2 separate regions of the Gossypium hirsutum genome follow, and region 2 is linked to region 1. Evidence: chromatin contacts called from public Hi-C data. All regions are on one chromosome and are shown on one strand. The core of a region is the stretch at or near the end of the contact, and the rest is flanking DNA. Distances in the headings are between cores, read along the strand shown.

Region 1 (5,555 bases), core at 2,108-4,607:
GGAATTAAAGGTGGCCTGACTGATTTCAGCGGTTTCTGATATGGACTCAATACAGTGGCATCTACTTTAACTGAATCCTGATCCTTCATGAGTATAGAACAAACGTTAAAAGATCTCATTTTCTTTTATAAAAGCAACAGAAACATCATCTAGAATTTCCAGTTAAAAAACAAGAATGTTTGCTGTTCTCATGTTGGGTCAAATTTTAATCTCAAAGCATCTATGCTCTTCTGTTATGGAACAAGGCTTATGATTGAGGGACACTCACGGAGATGCGATTTTTATATACAATATTCAGCCAAAGCAAAAGTCGAGTTAAAATATTCTAGAGGAGAATCATAGGTAAAGGATTTGTATATGAATAATAATACTGAATACTCACTTTCTGGGTTGATACAATGGTGCCCACTCTACGCTGCAGCAAAGCTAGCATGTAACCAAAGAAGCCAGCAGCAACAAGAACAGCAATTCCTGCAATGACAGATATTACAATTTGTAAACCCCCAATATCAAGAACTAACGAAGATCAAATTTAGGTGAATTAATTTACCAAGAGGAAAACCACTTCCATACTGATAGGCACAGTCATCAAAATGTAGTTGAATCTCTCTAATCGCTCGGTTTCCTCTATCTATCACAAGAAGAGAGCAACTGCTTCCAACATAGACTACATCAAAATCGTTAGAAAACTTTGCATCTTCACTTGGTCCATCTACATGTCCCCCTCCCCGGGTCAATTTCCCACCAGCAATTGTCGTAATACCTGAAGAGGATTTCAGTTGTATCAGCAATACTTTGAGAATTTTAAGACATTGCAAAAGTTTAACATGATGACAAACACTAAGCTTGCCAAATAGTGATCCTATAAATAATTTTGAGAAAAAGAGGAAAATGTGATGCACAGAAGTAAGTAAGATGCAAGAAGAATGAAGGATATAAAACTTGCATACTTACGTCAAAATAACAAGTGATTAGCAATTCCTCTTTCAGGAAACTCAGTATTTTACATTGCTTACCTGCATCACTTATCTTCCTGATTGCCATGTTCATAGTGTCTGCAATATAAATATTCCCTCTATCATCTACTGCTAGCCCTTTCGGATGGTTCATCCTTGCCTCTCTCAGCTTCCCATCTACATGTCCAGGGTATCCTTCCGGGGATCCAGCAACCAGCCTTGGTCTACTATCTGCATTTCTCCCATAATTTAAATGAAATGTTTACAAGAAAAGACTTTTCTATGGACAACGCAAGACAAGCATGACTGGGGAATTGATTGAGTGAATACCAGAACCTTACATGTAATCAATCTTAATAGGGCTCTCTTACCAGAAACTGCCATCTCCCTAGCCATTTTTGTATTGGTATGCATGATCCCAATAAAGGAACACACTAGGGATCCAATTCAGTAAGAATAATGATCCCACAGCATATAGTTCATCATAAATTTGAGTAATACAAACAATTCACAAACTTCAGAATTTATTCATCAATTTAGACTTATTTAATTATACAAACACAAAAACTATATATCTAAGTTCCAGAAATACGTTCAATGTTCTAATAAATTGTATTTTATTCCTATTACCCCTAAATTAGGTTTCATATTAGTAGCGATTTAAGTTCTAATTATCGTTCCTTGTACAGACTGATCTGCATCCCAGGTAACATCGTAATAGGGTAATACGCATGCAGTGCAGAGAGAAAAGAGTAACACGGTTGAGACATCACACAATGGACGGAATCTTTATCTTAAAAATTTTGCAATGACTGGTTAAGACATCAAAATAACCTAAGAAGAATAAAACTGAGTAGAAGCACGATAAGTTTACATTCCATTGAACTTGCCAAACGTCTATGATATATACATTTACAGTTTACAGCATTCCCAAGTTACCAAGTTGAAAATGTTATAATCCTCAAAATTATTTAAATGCTCTTAGTGAAAGATCTATTTGTTTCCAATTTATTTGAAGAAAAACATAACAATATTTTATAAAATATTGGTAGAACATCTGCACCATTCATCTAAGTTCTAACTTACAAATATTTCTATAACCGGCATCTTTCAAATATATGAAATGGAAATGCATTTGAAGTACATTAAAATGCTTGACAGATGAAACAACTTGCTCTAACTCTAACAAGACCATCAAAATAAAAAATTGCACTCAGCACTTGGACAATGGAGAATGTATGCCAACTCAGCTAAACGTGCACTGTCCTTTATGAGGCAGGTTCAGCAACAGGACTCACTGCCAACAGATGCAAATACCTCAACTTTTTCCATTAATAACAAGCCTTGAAACATTCAGTAAGAAAAGATCACACTAAAAAAACAAAGCATTACCCAAACAAGGCAAACAATTTGAATTACTAATGCAAATGCAACAAAAATTAACAAAGCCAACCATTTGAATAATACTACGAGAAAGAAGAAACCCACTTACACAGAGATAAAGAACTAGACATCCGATAAAGGTTGCTATTAGCAGAGTCCAAAATTAGCAGCTCTCCACTGGGCAAAATCTCAATAGTGTGAGGTTCAACCCCAAGCTTACTTCCATCAAACACAGTCTCCACAGTGTATCCACCCTCAAACTTCATCATTGGACGGCCAGTAATTGCTATACATACATAAAATACCATGGAGACCACCACATCAGATGCTAACCTCAAAGCCAAAAAAAAAGAGGAAATGTGGGTTTTAATTCTAAATTCTAATAGTCGGAGATCTTAACCTGTTTTAGTGGTAGATTTGAGTGACCATAACCATTTCATAGAGGCAGACACGGCATTAGAGAAAACCCCACTTACGATCTCTGCAGGAACAAAGAATCAAATTCATTTTCCATTAAAGCAAGGATTTAGCTTAAATCTAGAAGCAGATCAAAATCAATGCGAGCTTTTTCATTTGTTTGGAAACTTACTTGCAGGTGAAGAAGTAGTAGGAGCTGAAGTGACACCTCCAAGAAGAAGCAAAAGAGCAATACCCAAGACCAACACATTTTTACCCATTGCCACTTCCACTAAAGCAAGAAAAAGAAAAAGAAAACCCAACAAAGAGCTCTTAGATATGAAAGGATATTCAAGCTTTACACATTGAGAAGAAATGCAAAACCCTATTCAGAATCTGGGACTTTTGCAGGAAAGTGAATGAACACTTTGAGCTAGAGTAAAACAGTGTGCTTTTCAATTTTTTTTCCTAGTTTTTTTAATAACAATAGGAAAAGATGGTTCTTTTTCTTGGTTTCTTTTGAGACACCGTGAAGAGTAGAGTGGTGAGTAGAAGAAGAGGAAAGGGAAAGAGACAAGAAAAAGGGAGGAAAAGCAATAAGAAAAATTAATAATAATAAAGCAAAAGAGGTAAAGGGCACTCGCTGTGACAGTGAAAGAGAGAGAAAATCAACATGATGTGGTTATACCTGGATCTTCGTGTATTACTACGGGATTAATGTATTTTCATGATTTATAATTATATTTAATATATGTTAAAATTTGATAGTATATCCTTTTAAAAATATATTTGATAGTATATAATTTTATATTATATCATGATTTATCATTTAAAGGAAATAAATTTATTAATAATGTATAGTTTACTTTACTTTATCCTGATCAGAAAACTTTAACTTTTAAAAAGGATATTAATCTCAAAAGGATTAATCATTGTAAATGGTAATATGAAAATAAAAAATACATTAATTCAAAAAAATAAAGAAGATTTAATACATAAAGTATATACTTTTATTATATCAAAAATTAATTTTTAATATATTATATGTTTTTACTCTTTTTTAAGAAATATTTTTACTTTTTTTATAAAAATATGCTTTTGTTGTAAATATATTGATAAGTGGATATCCATAATTCCCTTAAATATATCTTATTGTAACCCTCAAACAATAATTGTCTATGACCCTTAAATTAATTATTTTATAACCCCTAAATAATTTATAGAGTATCTTAATGTCAGTTCTTAATGTTGGTCCTTATTATTTTTTAACTTATGGTACTTGAAGCCCTATAAATAGAGGGTATGTACAAGCTTATTGTATCTTGAGCGTTACGGGCCTCTTGAATCTTCTATTTACCTACTTATTTATTTTTCTTTACTTTGATTTGTTCTTTGTATGAAATGTGGCTTTATTCTTGTTTTCTTTCTTTTTGATAGGAATTCTCTTGTTAAGACCCTATGAATCAATTAAAACTTCAGATTCATACCAGAACCACGATGATTCAATAAAACCTTCAAACTAAGTCCAAAGATTCTTTGAGTAAGAACCATTGGATCATCACTTATTCAATCAATAGAATAGATATAATAAAAAAAAATACAAAGAAAAGAAAATCTTTCTTTCTCTCTTAATCTTTATATTCTTCTTTTAGTTTTATAATACGTTGTCAGCATGATCTTACTCAGAAATAAAAATTCTTATGTGTTGAAGATTACACTTATCCTCCATGATTTTTCATTTGAAGCTTTAGACGCAAGATGCAAAATTTTGAATGGAGTTTTTATTTTATGTTTCATATTTAGATTATTATTATTTTAATTCTTAATTAATTATGATAATTTTGTTTAATTTTTTTAATTTTTATATTTTAAGCACGTGAAAGATTTGATCTCTATTTAGATCTTGATCAAATGCAATTTTGTGTCAACTTTTGTAATAGCCCGTTTTTAGTGAAATTAGAATAGTGGTTTCAGGACCATAAATCTGAGGTCAAAAAATTTATTTTAGTATTATTTTGTGATCTACAGCATGACATTATTATTTTATAAAAATTTCGTTAAGAAATTTTACCGTTTGTATGCTCAATTTGATGAAAAGGACTAAATCGCGTAAAGTGTAAAAGTTGTCTTCTATTAGCTAAAAGTGTTGTTAAACAGCTATAGAAATTTAAAGTGGAGGTCCTTATGTGGTAATTAGACCATTAATTGAGTTAGTGGATGTGTGTGGCTTGGCAATTATGAAAATTTTAAAGTTAGGTAAGGGTAATTTGGTAATTAGGTAAATAAAGGTTAAATTAATAAAAGAAAAAGTTATCATCTTCTCCCATTTTTCTTACCATAGCCGAAATTCACCATAGGAGAAGAGAATAAATTTTTTTAAGCTTTTCCTTTGCATGTAAGTGTTATCTTGTCCCGTTTTTGTTGATTTTTAGGTTTTTGGGATCGTTGTAGCTTAACCTAGCTTATTAGGGGACTAATTTGCAAAATGGTTTAAAGTATAGGGTTTTATCATGAGTAAATTCTAGATGTTTATGTTTTTGAAGTTTAATGGAAGAATGTGAATCTTTTTTGTTAATTAAACAACTTTTGTTAAGTGATTTTTAATGAAATTGCCAATTAGGGTTAAATTGAAAATTGAGTAAATTGTGTGGTAAATGTGTGAAATTGTGAAATTTATGGGCTGCTATGAGCATATATGTTATTTGGCTAGGCTTGGGTGGGGTGAAATTGCATGAAATTTTATTTTATGAGCCTAGGGACTAAATTGTAAAAAAGTCTAAAGATAGGGGTAAAATAGTAATTTTCCATAACATGATTTTT
Region 2 (5,555 bases), core at 1,963-4,462, 87 kb before region 1:
GAAGCTTGAAAAACCCTATCCATGGTTTCTCCATGTAATTTTCGGCCTAGGGGTTGAAGATGGACAAAAATTGGCTTTTAATTTTGTTTTTAATTCATTTTAATAACTAAATGACCAAAATGCCCTTAATGAAAAACTTTGGAAACGTACCTAACCATACCAATTTTTGTCCACCAACTTAAATAATGGTCTAATTACCATATAAAGACCTCCAATTTAAAATTTCATAACAATTGGACACCTCTAACATATAGAACTCAACTTTTGTAGTTTTTACAATTTAGTCCTTTTGACTAAATTGAGTGCCCAAACGTCAAAATTTTCGAACGAAATTTTCACAAAATCATTTTGTGAAATCATAGACCATAAAATATAATGAAAATAAATTTTTTTCTCGTCCAATTTGTGGTTCTGAAACCACTATTCTGACTAGCCCCAAATTCAGACTGTTACATTATAGTATTTATATATGCTTATACATACAATTTAAGTGATGAATCTCGAATATGATATGCTTGAAGAAGTGTTGATAATTGATTTGGAAGTTTTACTTGTGTATTGAAATATATGTTAAGTTTAATTGCAGGTGGATTTGAATAAACTAGAAGAGATACTGTCAAAATTTTTATAAAACAATATAAATGGAAAATCTATATTCTTAAATTGATTAATGAGAATTAAGTTTGAGTTGTTTTGGCAACGAAATGTGGCATTCTATATTTGGATCCAATTATCAGAACAAGTGTAGGGTGTCACACCCAAGATATGTTTTCGTAAAGCAATAAAGTTCCTTGTGAGTTACAAGATTAATTATTGGGTTTCACATGAGTAACTTCGACTTGAACTTTCGAGACCTTTTGACAAACTTTTAGGAAATTTGTGTAACCATATTGTAGACACTCAAGCCCTCTTCGAAATGGTTGGAATCACCTAATTTCGAGGTCTTTATTCTGAGATATGGTAGTTTCAGTAAAGGAGTACAGTTCACTACAGGCATTTCAAGTTCAATCGCAAATCAACTTCTCCAACTTGTCAAAGTGGATCAAAGCACAACCAAGTACTAGATTATTGATGTTTTGTTGTTCTTAACTATCCAAGGTGATCTTGGATACATGAAAAATTTTAAATTTTCTTCATGCAACCCAAGGCATTTTTCTAACAATGTATTTTTATAGGTTTTATTCTTGATTTAAACCTTAATTATACCACCTTTTTCACTTTTGCACCAAATTTATTTTTTCCCTACTTTGATATTTAAATTATCATTTTGTCAACCAATTTAGGACCCCTTTAGATGGGCGTTTACCTCCAATGCAGTGCATTTAGCTTTCTTTTTGTTTCACGCTACAGTATAACTACAATATTTAATCTCACCGCCACCGTTTTTTTTACACTAACCGCAAGTAAACACACTGCCCATCTATAAGGCCCTTAGTACTTAGAGTTAACGACGTTAGAAAAAATAGGTGGCCACGTGGAACTCATTAAAACACACTACATGGTGGGTTTTTTTTATCCATGTCAACGATGGCATGACATCCACTTAGATTAAAATATTAAATAATATGTATAAATTCTAAAATAAATTTTTTAAAAAATAAAAAATGAATTTAAAATAGTATATAACTTCTAAAAATTCTAAATTATAAAAAATATATTACAAATTTTAAAAATTAAAATATTTTAAAAAAGAAAGTAAAAAAATAAAAATATGTATAAATTCTAGAAAATATAATAATTAAAAAACATTTCTTTTTTTTACAGAACTCAAAAAAGAATTGACCATCAATGATTCATCAACATTTAATTTGATTTTGTTTAATTTTAAATAATTTAAAATTTGTTGCCTTCGTCAAAAAAACAAAAATCGAAATGTCAAGTCATGGTTTGCATGAATAAAATGTTATGTAGCTCATTTTGATATGTTAAATGTATTCAACCATTTTTTTAACAACGTTATTCCAAAGACTTTTAAGATAAAAAAAAAACTGATAATAAAAAATAGATAGTAAAATAAGAAAAATGCTTTAAATTAACACGTAACCCCGCTTCTAAAAATGGTCTAATCCAATTGAGAAAAATGCTCTAATTTTTTGGTTCTAATTCAAGAACAAATCACGAGTAAATCCTTTTTTTAATGCAATAACGTGACATTCAGAATCCAAAAACTTTGCCAACTTGTTATGTGGGGCCATTTCTATTTGCCTTATTATTTCTAATAAAAATAATATAAATGTTGTATCTTATCACCTTGCATACAGTGTCTCATGAAATTAACTACTTTTATTATGGAGAACTAGCCTATGGAAGGACTTGTCCCATCCGCCCATACTTTCTCGTTAGCTATTGTTAAATCAGCATTCATTCTTAATAAAAGTCCAATTATTTAATTTTTTATCATATCTTTGAAAAGTCTTCTATTACCCACTGCAAGTGCAATCGGATCAGTGCGAAATAATTTTTTTTCATAATTTTACAAGTTACGACAACTCCTATAAAACCCTAAAAGAGCTGATGCTAAGCTCCTCTTCCGAAAAGAGTTCTTCCTCTTACTATAAAAAAAATATCCCTCTAATCTCCATTAAACTCTTCCCCCTTAAGTTATTCTCAATGATTGACATTAATTTTTCAATGTCAACTAGGACTAAATTTTGTATCGACATTAAAAGATAATGAAAATATAATATAAAAATAACACAAAAATCTAATGAAGTTTCGTTTCAGTTGACAAAAACAGATGTTTTAAGTCTTTGAGTATTTAAATTTAATATTCACCATACGCAATAAAAATATGTAACTATTTAAATTCCATTATGAATTATTGAATTTTAATTCGGTTAATTAATTTATAATTTGGATATTTCTGATTTATAATTTATACTATAATAATATGAGTTTTTTTATTAAAAAACTAAGTTTTTATTCTAAATTTTAATCTATTTATATTTTAATAGTTCTACTAGCACTTTAATTATAATGTAGTTATAAACTTAAAAGAAAAAAAGGAAATTAGCATATACGTAAATGATTTAAAAACTGGGTTTGTAATATATAAATGGAAATAATTATAAAAATATGATATAGGAAAACAAGAATTATATAAGTCTCTCTCGTCTCATCATGAATCTACCTCTGGAGCCTGGCTGGACAGCACCCCATGTGATCAAAACCATCCCAAAAGAAAGGCAGATGGAGGGTTACCTTTAGCCATTGGATTAGCGATGACGCGGCCTAGAAGAGACACACGTCAAACCCACGACTTTTTGTGGTTCGAGGATTACTAGAACAGATGTATTTTTGGATGGTGGTGTTTGGGTTTAGGCGAGTGAAGGACCTGTCAGACACGTGCGTAGGCCACTTTAAAGGTAAGCATTTATTAGGCCCTACCACAAAGCCCACATACATAAAACGACAAAACATCCAAGGCGTGCAATCAAAACTAGAAATGAGAACAGAAAATGCAACATATCGTATCGTTGTTGACTGAGTTAATAATATATATCTAGTCATATTATTTAAGTTGCTCAATCATCTAAAAGATCTAATTATTTTATAAAAAAGAAATGTTAAAATATAGAAAATCCTTTAAATTTTATCATTATACTTCAGATTTTCTTTACAATTAAAAATCTTCTTATTCTTTCACTTAGCTCCTTATTTGTGTTAAGAATTAATTTATGTTTATTAGAGTACAATTAAAATTTTAAAATTTATTTAAATTGTTAAAATTATCTTGTTACATAGGCATAAGCTGGAACTTGTATAATATTTTAGATTTTAAATAGCACTAGTATGGTGATTGCATTTTTTTAGGGTACATTACTAAAGTTGATTAACAGAGAATTAAAATATTTACAAGTTTTTTTAGCTTGTGAATATGAATTTTATATGGTATATCAATTGATTTATATTTGATGTATAGGGAATGTATAAATTTATGTACTTTTAATAAATCATATGATGTTATAACGTTATTTTTATATAAAAATTTTAAATCGCTGATAATGAAATATATTTCATTTTCATGACTGTGGATGAAGTGAGCAATTATCATGCCACACATTGTAGTTTATAAAATTGTTTTTATACAATATTAGTGGTAGGGGATGGGGGTAACATGATTTGAATGTTTGATAAGAGTTTTAATCATCACTCCATTTAAATCAAGACTTGTGGTTTATAAAGTTATTTTTTTAATACTTTTAAATTTTAATATATTTATGATAGGTTAAAATTTACTATTAATCCTTATATTTTACAAAAGTTGTGGATTTAATCATTGTACTCTAATTTGTTCTTTTTTAGTCATTATACCTTTCAAATTTTAAAATTTCAGTCCTCAGCAAATAATAGTTGTTAATTCATTAAGTTAAGTTATACTATTTTCAAAATCTGATATAACAAATATATTATTATATGTGTAATCTTATACCAGCTTATTATTTCTCCATATTACCCGCTAAAAATCTAGTTAATGGATCAACGACTATCATTTATGTCAAGATTAAAATTTCAAAATTTAAAAAGTACAGGGACTTAGAATGATACAATTAGAAAATATAAACTAAATCTAGAATTATGTGCAAAGTACAAGATTAACAATTGAATTTAATCAAATAGATTTAACTGCTATTGATTAGGTTAGAACTAAAATATTTCAAATTCTGAAAAGTAGGAGGACTAAAATTGACCAATTCAAAAAGTAAAAAGACTAAAATTAATTAAATTAAAGTACAAAGACTAAATCTTTAACTTTCGCAAAGTATAGGGACTTAGTAGCAGAATTTAACCTTAATGATATAATATCATATGATAGGAACATCAAGGCTCGGCTCACATGGCCCGTTCTAAAACTCTTTGCATCATTTAATGCCTCCTCTCACTTCTCATATTCTCTTTGTATATAAAACTTGTATTAGTTCCTCAACCCAAAAACACAAGGCGGTTCCTTTTGTTATCTCTCTTTTTAATTTTTTTTCCAATTTCATTTCTTCTTATTTTGCAGTTAGAAAGCTTAAGAAATTTAGTCACATTTGTTAATTTCTTTCATTTTTTTATGAAACGTATGGAGTTAAGGAGGTGCAAAGAGTTTTCTAGGGCGAAATGGAGGAGGAGGAGGAGAAGATGGACAGGTGACAGCGGTGACCGTGGCAGTAGATCAGTTCGAACAAAGGTGAAGAAGTTGCAAAGGCTAATTCCGGGTGCAAAAGGGTTGAAGCCGGACTGGCTGTTTCTAAGGACAGCTGATTATATATTGCAGTTGAGATTACAAGTTAATATATTGCAAGCTCTTTCCAAGATTTATGGACCCTCACATTAATGTTTATGATATTTTATGTATATTTTGATACAAAACTTACATGGCATAAGATGCCATATAAAAAATGCATGCTCTTTCCTTGATAATGATAAATATATGCTATGTTTTTTTTTTAATTTAGAATATATTGGTGGGTTTAATTTCCTTTGCAATTCATGTTGTACTACATGCTATGAATGCCGAAGCACGTCGCCCCATGATCTACCGGAATTTTCCTGTCATTTCTTTGGTCTTT

Evidence for each region. Hi-C and Micro-C count contacts between places; a contact is called where the count stands out from the background.
Region 2: a Hi-C map of leaf shows a contact between it and region 1, with 1.6 times the contacts expected there. The contact joins the enhancer-like site here to the promoter of LOC107939214 in region 1. A contact is called at or near these places in 3 of 34 Hi-C or Micro-C datasets (hypocotyl and leaf).

Annotation. Positions count from the first base shown.
Region 1 is chrD05:47,046,509-47,052,063 of Gossypium_hirsutum_v2.1, reverse strand. LOC107939214 reads right to left here and starts at 3,357. Exons shown (of 7, transcript XM_016872507.2): 1 at 2,929-3,357; 2 at 2,740-2,820; 3 at 2,449-2,625; 4 at 1,017-1,187; 5 at 551-763; 6 at 383-471; 7 at 1-83. The coding sequence starts at 3,016.
Region 2 is chrD05:47,133,253-47,138,807 of Gossypium_hirsutum_v2.1, reverse strand. No RefSeq gene overlaps it. Among protein-coding and RNA genes, the nearest start is that of LOC107902299, 51 kb to the left of the region's middle. Within about 2 kb of position 3,212, at least 5 of the 9 cell types and tissues checked have an H3K27ac peak or open chromatin away from gene starts, as enhancers often do. A contact at or near this core is called in hypocotyl and leaf, where this site is marked.